4 separate regions of the Mus musculus genome follow, and all the other regions are linked to region 3. Evidence: chromatin contacts called from public HiChIP or PLAC-seq, Micro-C and promoter capture Hi-C data. All regions are on one chromosome and are shown on one strand. The core of a region is the stretch at or near the end of the contact, and the rest is flanking DNA. Distances in the headings are between cores, read along the strand shown.

Region 1 (3,284 bases), core at 503-3,002, 140 kb before region 3:
TTTCTATTACTGCTACCTAACACCATGACCAAAAAGCAAGTTGGGAAGCAAAGTGCTTATCTGGCATACATTTTAAGATCATAGTCCATCATTGGAAGAATTCAGGATAGAAGCTCAAGCAGGGCTAGAACATGGAGTCAGGAGCTGATGCAGAGGCTGTGAAGAGGCTTCCCATGCCTTGCTCAACCTGCCTTCTTATAGAACGTACTTGTGTCAAGTTGACACACAAAACCAGCCAGTACAAGCCCCATTGGCATGATATTCAGAGTGTAACAACCAGCTACATGTCCTTATACCACACCCAATATGTTCAGCCTAAACAGTGTGTTTTTCACAAGCAGCACCCTATTCAGAGCTTTGTGTAGTACACAGCAACTGTTGGCAGATATGTGCATTCCCATCCAAAGGACTGTGGGCCCAAAGTCACAAGTTACTGTTGTGCCCGAGTCCACAGGAAACCCAGACGAGCCCAAGAATTTCGATGTCTGCTGCAACTTATAAAAGAGTCTTTTATTGTTTCAAGTTCAAACTCGGATTGCCTGCCTCGCACTCACCGCGTGAATTCTGGCAATTAATCCTGAGTCCAGAAAACACTGGGTTTATATACAGTATAGTTAGGAATCCCCTGAATGTTGGTTAATGGTGTTTGTTCAAGGACTAATTTTATGGTCAGTCATAACTGTGACCTCTGATTGCCTTTTCTCCATGATTTAAACGTGAGGCCCTAATCTCCCTTGAGCTTGTTATTTCTCTAAGGTCTCAAGGACAGGCACCTAAAGAGTTCTGCTGCTTATCAGGAGGAGTGCTGGGTTTTGACAGAGAGGATATCTCTCAATGTTTCCTCAGGATGTCTTTATTAAATGGGGAGTTTTATGGGTAGTGCCATTCTAACGCTAGGGGAGAGGCCAGGGAGAGGGAGGGGCTTGCTGCAGGAGAATGCAGCACAAAAACCAGCTGTCTGAACATCTGTGCTTGCCTCAGGCTAGAGTGATGATGGGAGCTTCTGGTGGGTAAGGGGGCATGGGGGGTGGGGAACGTAGAAGCAAACTAACTATCCACAAGACTGAAGTTTCTCTAGTATCAGTAATTCAGGGGTTACAACAGTTACCATTGCCTGACTCTGGATACTTCCTCGTACAGACGAAGGTTCAACTACTACTTTCACAGGCTTTGTGTTGATGAGGCTGAATGTCACTGGACGTCCTATTTGAAATATGCAGAGTTAGCTGGGCATGGTGGTACATGCTTTTAATCCTGGCACTCAGGAGGCAGAGGCAAATAGATCTGTGAGTTCAAGGCCAGCCTGGTCTACAAATCAAGTTCCAGGGCAGCCAGGGCTGTTGCATAGAGAAATCCTGTCTCCCAAACCCAAAAGAAAGAGAGAGGGTGAGGGAAGAAGAAGAGGAGGAGGAGGAGGAGGAGGAGGAGGAGGAGGAGGAAGAGGAGGAGGAGGAAGAAGAGGAGGAGGAGGAGAAGGAGGAGGACGAGGAGGAAGAGGAGGAAGAGGAGGAAGAGGAAGAGGAAGAGGAGAAGGAGGAGGGGAGGGCAGGGCAGGGCAGGGCAGGGCAGGGCAGGGCAGGGCAGGGCAGGGCAGAGTGATAATGGAGAAGATAGCTCCTGATATCACATAGAGGCTTAACCAAAATTGTTCCTGATAGCATGGGTAACACAGAAATAGAGCCTTCATTAGTCCCACTGAAATTCAGTGTTTGTTGGTGCAATTCATTCTGGCACCAGCAGAGGGCAAACACAGCAAACCAGCTTGAAGTTTGTAACCAGTTTATTGTAGCCTCCCATAAGCCTGAAGCAGGCTGAGCCTGACCTTGTCCTTGCTGCCACTAAGGAGATTATCTAGGGTGGAGCCTTCCTCCCTAGATCACTCTATTGTTCTGCCACTGCCGCTGTTCTTCAAGATACTGCTACCTGCTAAGAGGCCCTGGATCTCTTCTGGAGACTATACCCTATCCTGCACTCATCACCTGCAGCTGGTTCCAAGGATGAGTTAGAGGGAATGGACTTCCCCTCCCCCCTCTTTTATAAAGCATGTCCGCCATTAGAAATTTGAACCTTGAGCAGACTAGTTGTCTTGGTTCCATTATTTCTCAACCCGCCTAGGCTCCCTCTTTTCTTTCAGTTCCAAGATGCCTTCCAGGCTCGAACCCAGACATGTGAGCCGCTGGCCAGCCCCAACAGTTTATCTTCGATTATAGAATCAGAACAGTTCTCACTCCACCAAATAGAACCAGTGTTCTTAAAGCAGAACAGGAGAGGCCTCTGACACAGAGAATAACTGGCTCTAAAACAAATGGAAGCTGAAAGGGCAAAGAGACAATGTCATGTCTTTCCAAGCAAACACAGTAGCTGAGTGGCTAACCCCAGGCTAACTTCAGTGACTGTCACTATGAAAACCAAAGGGTGAGTAGGATTCCTCATCACATGAGAACTGAAGTTCCAGGGAAAAGCTCCATCTGTGCTGAGGATCTTGCAGATGACTGACTGACTGACTGACGACTGACTGACAAAACTTCACTATCATGGGCAGTGGAAATTGTGCAGTTTGAAAGACAAAATAGTCTTGGACTAACTTTCGTCCCCTGAAAAGCCTTTTATTGCCTGCCTCTATGCATGACTGTGGGGTGAAACTGAAAGGAAATAAACCTTGAGACCTGTGATTCATGTAATTTATGTCAAATAGCCCAAAGAGTTGTTTGTGAGCTTTGAAACCGGGGGCTGAGAACATAGCAGAACAGGCCAGGACATGCCCGGGCAGGCCCGTGGTTACATGTCCTGACTGGCCTAGTGCCTCCCTATCTCCCGCCCTTCTGACAGTCTGTTAATGTTTAAATGGACCAATCACGTGAAACCACACCAATTCCTCCCCAGCCCCACCCCTTTTCTATAAAAGTCCCTAACTTCCAAGCCTTGGGGTCGAAACCACTGTCTCCTGTGTGAGATACGTTTCGAACCGGAGCTCCGCCATTATGGCTCCACCATGTGGTCAACACCTCTGTCTCCAGCGGGAGATATGTGTCGGCCTGGAGCTCCGTCATTAAACTACCTCATGCTTTTACATCAAGATGGTCATCTGTTCGTGATTCTTGGGTGCACGCCGAACAGTAATTGAGTGGGGGTTTCCCCACTAGGTTCTTTCAAAACCTTTTGGGCTGTATTAAACTAGTACCACTAGCACCTACCCATGCCAAAATTAATCAAGTTCTTAGACCTGCAGCAGAGGTTCCCCCTGCCCCTTGCCATAGCCTGCTCATTCATGTCCCTACCAATGC
Region 2 (3,141 bases), core at 86-2,585, 160 kb before region 3:
ACAACTATGAAATTACCTGAAATCTTTGCACAAATGAGCCACACAGCTCTTGTGTATGTCACAAGGGCTGGGTAGAAAATAGCTGTCTGTGAGAGAACACAACTAGTAACTTCAGCTCTTTCTATATGTAGTCAGGAAAATGATTTTCTAACTGTACTATATGGAAATAATGAAACCATTCTTCCAAAAGCACAGGAATGAAAGCCAGTGTCCCATATGAGGGACATGCTTCATTTATGTTCATTTGTCAGGGCCAGGGATGTGCCCTAAGAAATGTCACTATGCAAAAACCACAGAGCTCAGTCACACAAAGAGGACTGTTCTGCAACAGTACATCATGCATGCTGCCCTTGTTCATACAGATGCACATGTACACACACACCTCCATCCACCTACCCTACAGGACACCCAAATCAGTGCAGAAGCAGGAAAGAGGCCTGAGAGGGAAGTCAAGGACACTTCCCCTTTCTAGGTCTGCCATGTTTGCACAGCGCCTGCTGTGTTTGCCACGCTGCTGCCACTGCCATGGTGCTTGCCCTCAGAGAAGTTGGCTTCTTCACGGTGTAAATGAGACAAGGAATGACAGAACTCTATCCACAGAAGGCAGGCTCTGGGAGACTCAAGAGCTGAGGGAAACAGTGAGCTTTCTCCCCCTTTACTGTCTTCCCAAGTCTCATGCCAATGTCAAGGACCCTGAGAAAAATAAAAACCCAAGAAAGGGTGCTTGTGTGTTGTCAAGACCACCAGTAATCGGGGTTCCCACTTCTCACTTCCCCAAGTAAACCCCAAATGGGGCTGTCTTGCTGTCCTTTCCACTTTTCATAAATTCCTAAGCTGGTCAGCTAACCCCAGCTAGCAGCCAACCCCTACCCAGCTGTCCTTGTTCTAGGGCCTCTCACTCTGATAGGATGGTCCCCAGGACTAAGCCATCTTGGTCACCCCTGCCCACCCTCACCTGATGTCTACTGTGTAGGTAGGAGAGTAAATATAACCCCACCCCCATTGAGTAATAAGAAGAGATGGAGAGAGGGGTAGCCCTCTCAGAAATCTCAGCTCTCACCCCTTAACCTCCCAGATTTTGGTTCCCACAAGGATCCTAGGTCTCACAAGAGGTGGCTTGTCCAGAGCCTTCACCTTCTGTTTCAGCTTGGCAGTTAAGGAGGCAGAGGGATGCTGCCACCTCCACCCACACAGAAGCAAGTCTAGCTGTACTGGTACTCACCTGTAGCAACTGGACGCATCTTCCAGAAACTGCTCTCTTTCTACTCAGCTCTTGGCTGCAATCCCCAGGGACCTATGAAAGCTGGCCTACCTGCTTGAGCTGCACATAGATTATGACCGCCCTTGGGGCAGGCAGAAAAGGGTGGACCAATTCCCAGCAAATGGGAGGATCCATAAAGCAGGAAGGTTCAGAGTAGCTGGCAGACTGGCAGGCTAACAGGTATGGGTGGGGCTGCACAGCTGGTAGCACCCTGGAGCTCCAGGGTCACCTAAGAAGCAGGAGGCACTTTCTGTCCTGTTCACCTGGGGCTACAGACGGCCAAAGGCTAGAGCTAATGTAATCAGAGAAAGAACACCAAGAGTTTACTTTAAGGCGCCCCTAACAATAGTATTCCCGACCTTAGTTTCACAAGAAATGGCAGTAAAGTATAGACTGGCTCAAGCCTCATGAACACAGAATCCTAGAGCAAAGCTCCTGCTCCAAATGCCAAGGCTCTACATTGTGTCCAAAGTCGTCACACTGCCCCCTTGCTGACATGTGACCCAGTGTGGTGCCAACCCCTTCCTTCTTTACTGATGGGATGATTATTTTAGGGAAATGAGGTGAGAAAGAGCTCCAGGTCCCTTGGGATATGTATATACAAGGACATGGGACTCAGAAATGGTGTCAAGTGAATGGGTGAAGGCTTCCTAGGTTTACCCACCCTTCCACCTGAGTAGGCACAGTACCCTCTCAATCTCCAGGGTTCAGGTTTTCACAGAACTTTTTAGCTCATTAGAGTCACAGTGGTCTTAAGTAACTAAGGCAAGCTGAGACTCCAGTCCAGCTGTAGGAATTCTATTCCATCCTTGTTCCTCCTCTTCCAAGGAGCCCAAAGAGTTGAGTCATACAACACAAGGTACTCTAGCATATGAGAACATGTCTCTACAATGTTCTGGAAAAGGAAGAAGTATTGGCTATGACATGACAGTTAGTATTGAACGTCAGCTTGACAAGATCTAGATTCACCTAGGAGACAAATCTCTGGGCATGTGTTTGAGGGGTTTTCTAGATCAGTTAATCAAAATAGGAGGGACCACCCTGGATATGGGTGGCATCATTCCATGATCTAGGGTCCTGAACTGAATGAAACAGAGAAAATGTACTAAGCAACAGCATCCATCTCTTGCTGATTCCTGACTGAAAACACAACTGACCTCATTTTTCTGCTGCTAGGATTGACTAGGTACTCTAGCATATGAGAACACTACGAAGCCAATACTTCTACTTCCTTTTCCAGAACATTGTAGAGGCATGTTCTCATATGCTAACATACCTAGTAAATCCTGGCAGCACCACAATGGGCTATGAGCTAGAATAAACCCTTCCCTAACCTGCTCTCGTACAGTGGCGTTTATGAGACTTTCTGTGTTGTTTCATCCAAGGAGACAAAGAAAGCACACTGTTCTCACCTGCTCCAGTCCTCCCAAATTAGAGGGACCAGATGACAAAGACATTTAGTCAGGCTTCTTCCTGAGGACTTAAGTATTGTCCCAATGCTGAGAACACCACATATACACTACAGAACACACACTCATTGCTCTGGCGCACCAAAGTCAGCCTCCACCTCAATTCAACAATGGCTTGAAATGACAAATGTACAACTCTATCATTACCTCTATTTCATCTTCCAAGAGTCTTACCTTCATCCTCCTCTCATTTGAATTCAGAGGTGGAGCTTTTATCTATGGGTTTGTTTTTATGTATTATAATTATGATTTAAATATATAAGATTTATATGTGATTTTGGATACCTGCTTAGCCTTTTATTATTATGTGTATATGTGTGTGCCTGTATGAGTTTACGTGTACCATATGTGTGTGGGAGCCCTCAGAGATCAAAAAAGAGCAATATAATCTCTGTAACTGATGGATGTGGG
Region 3 (3,084 bases), core at 315-2,814:
CACAGCGTCTCAAGAGTTCATCAATGTATGGACCAGGTCCCTCTGGATGGCTAGTGCCTGGAGCCTACAATGGTCAGTTTCTATGAATCTCTCACTCCAGTTAATTGAGCCAGGCTGCACTGCTTCTGTATGGCTTGTCTCCTTGCTCCATCCATAAAAAGACAGCTACGTAGGGTATGTTCCATCTGACATAATAGACAGGATCTTGGGCAAGAAGAGGAGCTGAGCAAAGATGGAGCTATAGTCTCCCTGTATGGGTGAGCCAGCATATGAGGGCTTGGTGCTGGCAGCTAGGTTGTAGGTTTGGCATTTCATCTTATCCAGCTGGTATGAGACCAGGCAAGCCTTTAGGGCATGGGTTATGGTAGCTATCTGAACATCTGACAAATAAACAGAGAAAACAAGCATAAGGAGTGTTTCCGGGTTTATACCTCAGCTCTGCCTTAGTCATCCACTGGGTATCTCTGGATCTGAGCAGAGTGCTGGCCACTATACCAAGCAGACTTACCTGCAGCACTCTGCTACTGGAGCAAGCACTACCTGAAGCCGGTCACACACTCAGCATCTGTGTTCCTGAGCTGCCTCCTCAAGGTTTAAAATGTCTTCAAAGACTTCTATCTCATCCTTGAAGACCATGGAGTATGGAGATGTGTTACACATTTGCTTTAAAATAGAAAGAACCCTGTGGTCCATGAAATAATCCATGTAAGAAGACTTTTCTTAGGATTACTATTGTGATGAAACACGATGACCGACAGCCCCCAAGCCAGTAAGTTCTGGCGCTGATAGTGGTTTGGAGATGGGAACATCTGCCCTTTCCTAAAGCAGCTCACTGGGGTGCCAGCCCCTGGCATGGGGCTTTCAGACCTTACCTGGGGACTGAAGTGGCAGAGGAAGTGAATACCTGGTCCAGTATTCACAATCTTCCCTAAGCTCCCTAACCAGGTAGCTTAAGCCATCTTTCTCCTTCCTCTCTTCCTACCATGGTCCTGATACCTGAAAGGAAAAGTCTAGACTCTTTTGGTAGTGATGCAATGACATGCTAATTTCATACTCAGAAGTATTGACAGCAAAGCTCATCCATTGAACCCAGAAGGGGACATCATGACATTGTCCAGGCACCCCTGTCTACCCTGTGCATTGGGGACTGGGGTGCTCCCTGGGGAACTCCCTGGGAATTCAAGGCAAACTGTGTGTTTTGGTTCAGAGAGGCTGAATAACTGCTTAGGCAGGTGACAAGTAGCTGCAAAAACCTGGAAAGAATCCCAAAGGTGATGCTACTAAAGTTGCAAATGAGGACCAAAGCCAAGCCAAGAATAACATAAAGTTGTGTGTTTCTTCTTGAGTACCAGACCAGTGTCACTTAACCCTCTATGGCCCTGGAGAAGAGTGTCAAATGGCCCCTTCTTACAGTTGAGGCTGCAGGGTTATTAAAAGGTTCACAGCTAAAAGGTTGAGTTGGGTTCATGACCTCTGCGGAGACATACCACACCACACCACACCCTACCCCACCCTACTCCTGTGCACCCAGCTCAGTCCCTCCCCAGTGTGGAATGGTGGCCCCAGGCCAGACAGCAGCAGACTCCTTGGTGAACTAGCAGTGCTGAGCCAAAGCAAGCAGCCTAGGTCCCACAGTGTATGTGTAGAGAGACCTGGGGTTTTTTGCTATCTCTGGTAAAGGAAGACAGCTATCCCCCTGAGCAGTCCAAGGCTGGGTTCTCAGGAATGACTTACCTTTCCCTGCAGAAACATTCTTGATCCAGTAAATGTCTACACAGAGGCAGAGGGGTAGTTACTGCTCTTGTCCTACAGTTCAGGCTTACAGTTGAAGTCCTAAATCCCTGTGCCTGTGGAGGTGACCTCGTTTGGAAATAGGAAGGAGTCAGTTGATATTAGATGAGGTCAGGCAGAAGTGAGGCAGGTCCTACGAGACAGAAATCATGGAGGAGGCTATGTGCAGATATAAGCGGAGACTAGGATGATATTACTCCAAGCCAAGGACACCACAAGCAATACAGAGGTGAGAAAGGGACAGGAGGCAAAGCCACCTTTGGTCTCAGGCTTCCCACCTCCACCACTGTAAGAAAACACAGCTGTGTAGTGGAAGGTGGATGCCTACAGCTTTTATTGAGCTAGCACCAGCATTGCAGGCCCCTGCAGGAGCAGAGAAAGGAAGAGAAGGGAACTTAAAGTGAACTTGATGGTGTGACCAGCCACGACTGACATCAAGGAGGTGGAGGCTGGAAGCAGAGGCCATATTTAGTCACCTAGAAGAAGCGAACTTGCAGCTTCTGTCCTACCCAGACCTCACTCCTGAACTCTGTGTCTACTGAACATTTCCTGTAAGGATCCAGACAGCACCTCACATTGCATCGCAGGAACTGAGCCCTGCCCCCCCCCCACACACACACACACACTCCCGTGGTTGTTCCTTGCCCTCTTCTTGCTGCAGGTGACCATCAGGCTCTTGGAACAGATTTGGCACCTGCCCAGCTAAGGTTTCATTCCCGGGTCCCATTCATGGCCATATAGAGGGGAGCATTGCCGGTTCTCAAATGCTGCCTCCTTCATCTCCAGACTCCAACAAAGCAGGCCTTCCTTGTCATCACTTGAGACTGCTACCCAGCTGCCCACATGCCCTGTCAATGACTGAGAAAATTCACATTTATCTAGTAGCTCAACCCACTTTGGTTCCCCCGTTCTTCAGACAAATCCACAGTGAATGTCCATTCTGGCCACACTCAATCCCTCCTTATGCTCTCTGAGGTGCCTACCTGTCCATACAGGATGTATTTAGTCAGCAAACCTTATGTATTCTCTCCCTCTGGCCTACATTCTATCCTCTGTCACTGTGACCTGCTTCAAGAAGCATCCTGAAGCCTATGGAGAATGGGAGGTACCCTTCTGCAGGCATTTCCACAAAGTGCTCACGGGTTGTCCTTGTATGTATTATTGCCTGTCATTGAACTTCTGATCCCTGCAGGCATGAACAGCAGCTGTGCTTATCCAAGCTTGTGGATGGTCCTGGGGTGGCCCTGAAATGGGAACCAAGAAAGCCAGTAAACAAAGAGACCAGGAAAGGCA
Region 4 (3,305 bases), core at 510-3,009, 190 kb before region 3:
AAACCAATGAAAGTGGGGTGCCTCCCCACTACACAGCTGCTGGAACCAAAGGACAGACTGACAGGAAAGCTGAAGCTTGTTCAAAACTACATGTGTCCCCACTAAGTAAGCCCTGAGGCCCTGTCCCCTTGACTCATGCCTATCTCCCCTCAACACCCATGGGTCAAGGGCACCAACAAGCACAGCCTCCTTCCTTTGAAGGTGACCATGCGGCCTCCACTGCCCACAGCACACAGCAGGATGAGAAGTGCCTTCTCTGCAGGGCTGGCTTCCTATGTGCAAGCTAAGTGGACACCGTGGTGAAAACATGTTTTGACTGGAGCATGCCAACATGACCATGACCTCCAGATTCCTCAGTTTCAGATCTGAGGGCATCCCAAAAGATCCAAGACCTCTGGATCTAGTAACAGTGACCTGGGTATTGTGCCTCCTCCCACACCAATAAGAGGAGGGCCGGCTGCTCCTGGTTGCCACTGTCTTCTTTAAACTATTGTTCTAGACAGTGGGAGCAGAGTCTCAAGTGGAATCATATGTGACTTAGTGTAACCCTGGACAAAGGTCAAGCTCTGCCCTCTTGGAATTCTAGCTAAGTAGAAAGATGGCCTCATCAGAATTATGGCCTTGGCTTTGCAGCCAATCTCTTTCTCTTTAGACCTATGTATGTTGGTCAAAAGGGTTGGGTAATAGTCTCCAAAGGCATGGACCTCACATAGTCATGTAACACCACCCATCAGCTGGGATGCTCACAGGAGACATGGTGATAAGTCAAATTTCACTCACTTCCCTTTGATCTTTGATAAGCGGAGGCATCAAGTCACTGTGACTCCTCCAAGAATGGCAATCAGCCAAAGCAGCTCTGTCCAGTTCATATTTGGTACTTACCATATTGGAAGTGGTTCATAGAGAACCACTTCAGGCAGTCCCCTCTCTGTGTGATTGCTACCCCCAGACGAGGAACTAAAGAAGGCTAGCCTCCTGCCCAAACAGAATAGTCACCACCAGTGACTGGAACCACTCCGAGGATCCCATTTGCAGTCTGTAGTGAGACTAAAAAAGTCTGGGATGGAACATGGACCTAATGGAAGAGGCTGACCAGTGCTCTGTGTGGGTGACTACCTACAGAACCTTTACACACCATGGCCCCATCTGAGGATTAAGAAAAGTCACTCACTTTTTCTCTCTCGATTTCTGAAGGGAGCTCAAAGCCCTTTGCTGCAACAAACACCCAGCTTGATCTGAACTTCATGTTCTTGATTTCTTTGCTTCCAAGGGCTTCTATGGCATCCTTTGCTTGAGCCTTCAGTCTGGGCAAAGGAGAAAGCATGAGAAGGCCTCCTGTGGAAATGTGGGGTGTGTGCGTGAGTGTGTGCATGAATGTATGTGTGTGCATGCGCGTGCATGCGTGCACGGTCACTTTGTGTATAAGCACATAAATGTGTGTGTATAGCATGTGTATGCATGTGTGTGTGCATGAATAAAAATATACCCTGGTGCAGAGATGGGAGTGATTCCTGGCATTTGCCATGACCATTTTTCCCTTCCCTTGTAGAAGTATCGCACTCCCTGGACTCTCTAGGAGTTGCTAAATCCAGGGGTCTTTGTCATCTCCCTGGCTGCCTGCACTTGTCACATGGGGAAAACTACACACACACACTTACTTGGAACTTCCATCATCATGAGTCACCATGAACAGCAGGGATTTTGAAGGAGTGCTCTGAATGAACTTGGCCATTGGCCCGGAGTTATCTGTAGGGTCAAGGCCAGACAGTAGTTCAGAGTCCTCTCGGTGAGTGAGGCTGCTACCCTGGTTGTAGGCTTCCTTCCCACTCTGCTGTCACCTACTCTCTGAATGTCTTGCTCCCTAGACTGGTCCCAGGGTTTCAAGGGGTGCACTGGCTACTTCCTCAGGAGTGATGTCAGGGGGTTCCATGGGAAGCTATCTTAGAGAAGCCTTGGGAACATGGACAACTTGAAGCAGGTACTCAGGGTACAACAAACATAAGTCCAAAGATGGAAACAAGGTAAGCCATGCAAAGTGGAAAGCCCTAAGTAAATTAAAATAAATGAAACCTTGCTGGAGTTAGCCACACCTGGCACCAACCCAGCTTCTGCAAGCACCCAATGAACACCTCTGCCATCAGGGACAATAGGTCAGCCCCAAGGCTCAGAATTGTGACAGACCCTGTACTCAATAAACACAAGTCAAAGGAACTCTCTGCTTCTTCATCGAGCCATGCTTCTGTTTCCTCCCATGGAGTCTACACAGTTTAGTCTTCATTTTAATCAGAAGAATTTTTTCTTACCACCTTCATACATATCAAAGTACTTTGTCGCTATCACTTTTCCTGTCTCATCTGAAAAGAAAAGAAAAGGCCTTTTAAGAGAAAGCTCCAGAGACCCATTGTACACTGGTAGTCCTAGTACCCTTTTTGGTCACATTACCTCTAAGTGACTCTGGAGGAAATAGGACTGGAGAGGTCCCTAGCCTGAAGAGGGGCTGTGTGGTGGGATTATTCTTCTAAATCCTGGACAGAGTGACTCCATCTTGTGGTCATCTATGTGCCAATCTGCAGCAAAACAGGCTGTCCTTCCCCATGGGCTCCAAGCCATCTCGCCCATGGTTAGACAGTGTTTGCTGAAACCAGAACCCCTGATAAGAGCAAGGTTGGAACACACAGAAACAGGGAACTTGAGCTTGGTTTTTTGCACCCCACATAGTGTGAGCCTGCAGTCACCTCTGCCTCTTCAACACTAGATAGTGGGCTGAACTAGGTTTGCTTAACTGTTGGAGTCTAGGAGCCTACAAAATAGGACCTTGGTGGGCAGAGAGTGGGTGGTGGCTGTGGCAAGACTCTGTAAGCTATCCAGGCTCTATTTAACAACCTGAATGAATTAATTTATGTCAGCTAGCTAGACTTACTGGACTCCTTTTCTGTCCCATCTGCTCCTTCCTAATATGAGTTGATTAGAAGTTCCTTCTACTTCTCCCAGGGAGGTCATGCAGCAATAGGCTGGTCTCCAGGAGTACCTGGTCACTTTTCTAGGACTCTCTGAACTTGGTTAATTACTGGATGTTAATAGTCCTCTCCTTTCCTCAGAGTCCCCTTCACACTAGGTGTCCAGAGAGGTTGTGTGACTGAGGGTGTTTTGTTCTGTCCCATAGCTCTGCAGTCACTGGCTCTGTAACCAGATGCTTTCTGCTTGACTCCCTGTTCTCTAGCTTTGGTTCTTACTGCAAGAGACCCTTATAAACACTAGGACCCTAGAGGAAGCCAGGGCACTTGCACAGGTTTCCATGGCCCACA

Evidence for each region. Promoter capture Hi-C pulls out the DNA fragments that hold promoters and counts their contacts. Hi-C and Micro-C count contacts between places; a contact is called where the count stands out from the background. HiChIP or PLAC-seq counts read pairs in DNA pulled down with a chosen protein or histone mark.
Region 1: a contact with region 3 is called in a Micro-C map of trophoblast stem cells, with 7 times the contacts expected there. The contact joins two enhancer-like sites. A contact is called at or near these places in 19 of 484 Hi-C or Micro-C datasets (the AML12 cell line, the N1E-115 cell line, astrocytes and 13 more), 3 of 115 datasets of contacts at active chromatin or transcription factors (the SCID.adh cell line, embryonic stem cells and pancreatic cancer cells) and 1 of 9 other capture datasets (pancreatic islet).
Region 2: a promoter capture Hi-C map of trophoblast stem cells shows a contact between it and region 3, with 4 times the contacts expected there. The contact joins the promoter of Fam3b here to the enhancer-like site in region 3. A contact is called at or near these places in 6 of 39 promoter capture datasets (hippocampal neurons, liver, pre-B cells and 2 more), 6 of 484 Hi-C or Micro-C datasets (the AML12 cell line, B cells, cardiomyocytes and 3 more), 2 of 115 datasets of contacts at active chromatin or transcription factors (embryonic stem cells and pancreatic cancer cells) and 1 of 9 other capture datasets (pancreatic islet).
Region 4: an HNF4G HiChIP or PLAC-seq map of pancreatic cancer cells shows a contact between it and region 3. The contact joins two enhancer-like sites. A contact is called at or near these places in 1 of 39 promoter capture datasets (hippocampal neurons), 1 of 484 Hi-C or Micro-C datasets (nephron progenitors), 1 of 115 datasets of contacts at active chromatin or transcription factors (pancreatic cancer cells) and 1 of 9 other capture datasets (pancreatic islet).

Annotation. Positions count from the first base shown.
Region 1 is chr16:97,521,504-97,524,787 of GRCm38.p6, forward strand. No RefSeq gene overlaps it. Among named protein-coding and RNA genes, the nearest start is that of Fam3b, 18 kb to the left of the region's middle. Within about 2 kb of position 1,753, at least 21 of the 459 cell types and tissues checked have an H3K27ac peak or open chromatin away from gene starts, as enhancers often do. A contact at or near this core is called in the SCID.adh cell line and trophoblast stem cells, where this site is marked.
Region 2 is chr16:97,503,601-97,506,741 of GRCm38.p6, forward strand. Fam3b (family with sequence similarity 3, member B) reads right to left here and starts at 1,336. Exons shown (of 8, transcript NM_020622.3): 1 at 1,223-1,336. The coding sequence starts at 1,241.
Region 3 is chr16:97,664,182-97,667,265 of GRCm38.p6, forward strand. Gm41512 (a long non-coding RNA gene) reads right to left here. Exons shown (of 3, transcript XR_876311.2): 2 at 2,775-3,035; 3 at 1-1,924. Among named protein-coding and RNA genes, the nearest start is that of Gm41512, 5.0 kb to the right of the region's middle. Within about 2 kb of position 1,565, at least 46 of the 459 cell types and tissues checked have an H3K27ac peak or open chromatin away from gene starts, as enhancers often do. A contact at or near this core is called in the SCID.adh cell line, pancreatic cancer cells and trophoblast stem cells, where this site is marked.
Region 4 is chr16:97,474,077-97,477,381 of GRCm38.p6, forward strand. It overlaps Fam3b (family with sequence similarity 3, member B), which reads right to left. Exons shown (of 8, transcript NM_020622.3): 5 at 2,304-2,354; 6 at 1,659-1,746; 7 at 1,172-1,304. Among named protein-coding and RNA genes, the nearest start is that of Fam3b, 29 kb to the right of the region's middle. Within about 2 kb of position 1,760, at least 33 of the 459 cell types and tissues checked have an H3K27ac peak or open chromatin away from gene starts, as enhancers often do. A contact at or near this core is called in pancreatic cancer cells, where this site is marked.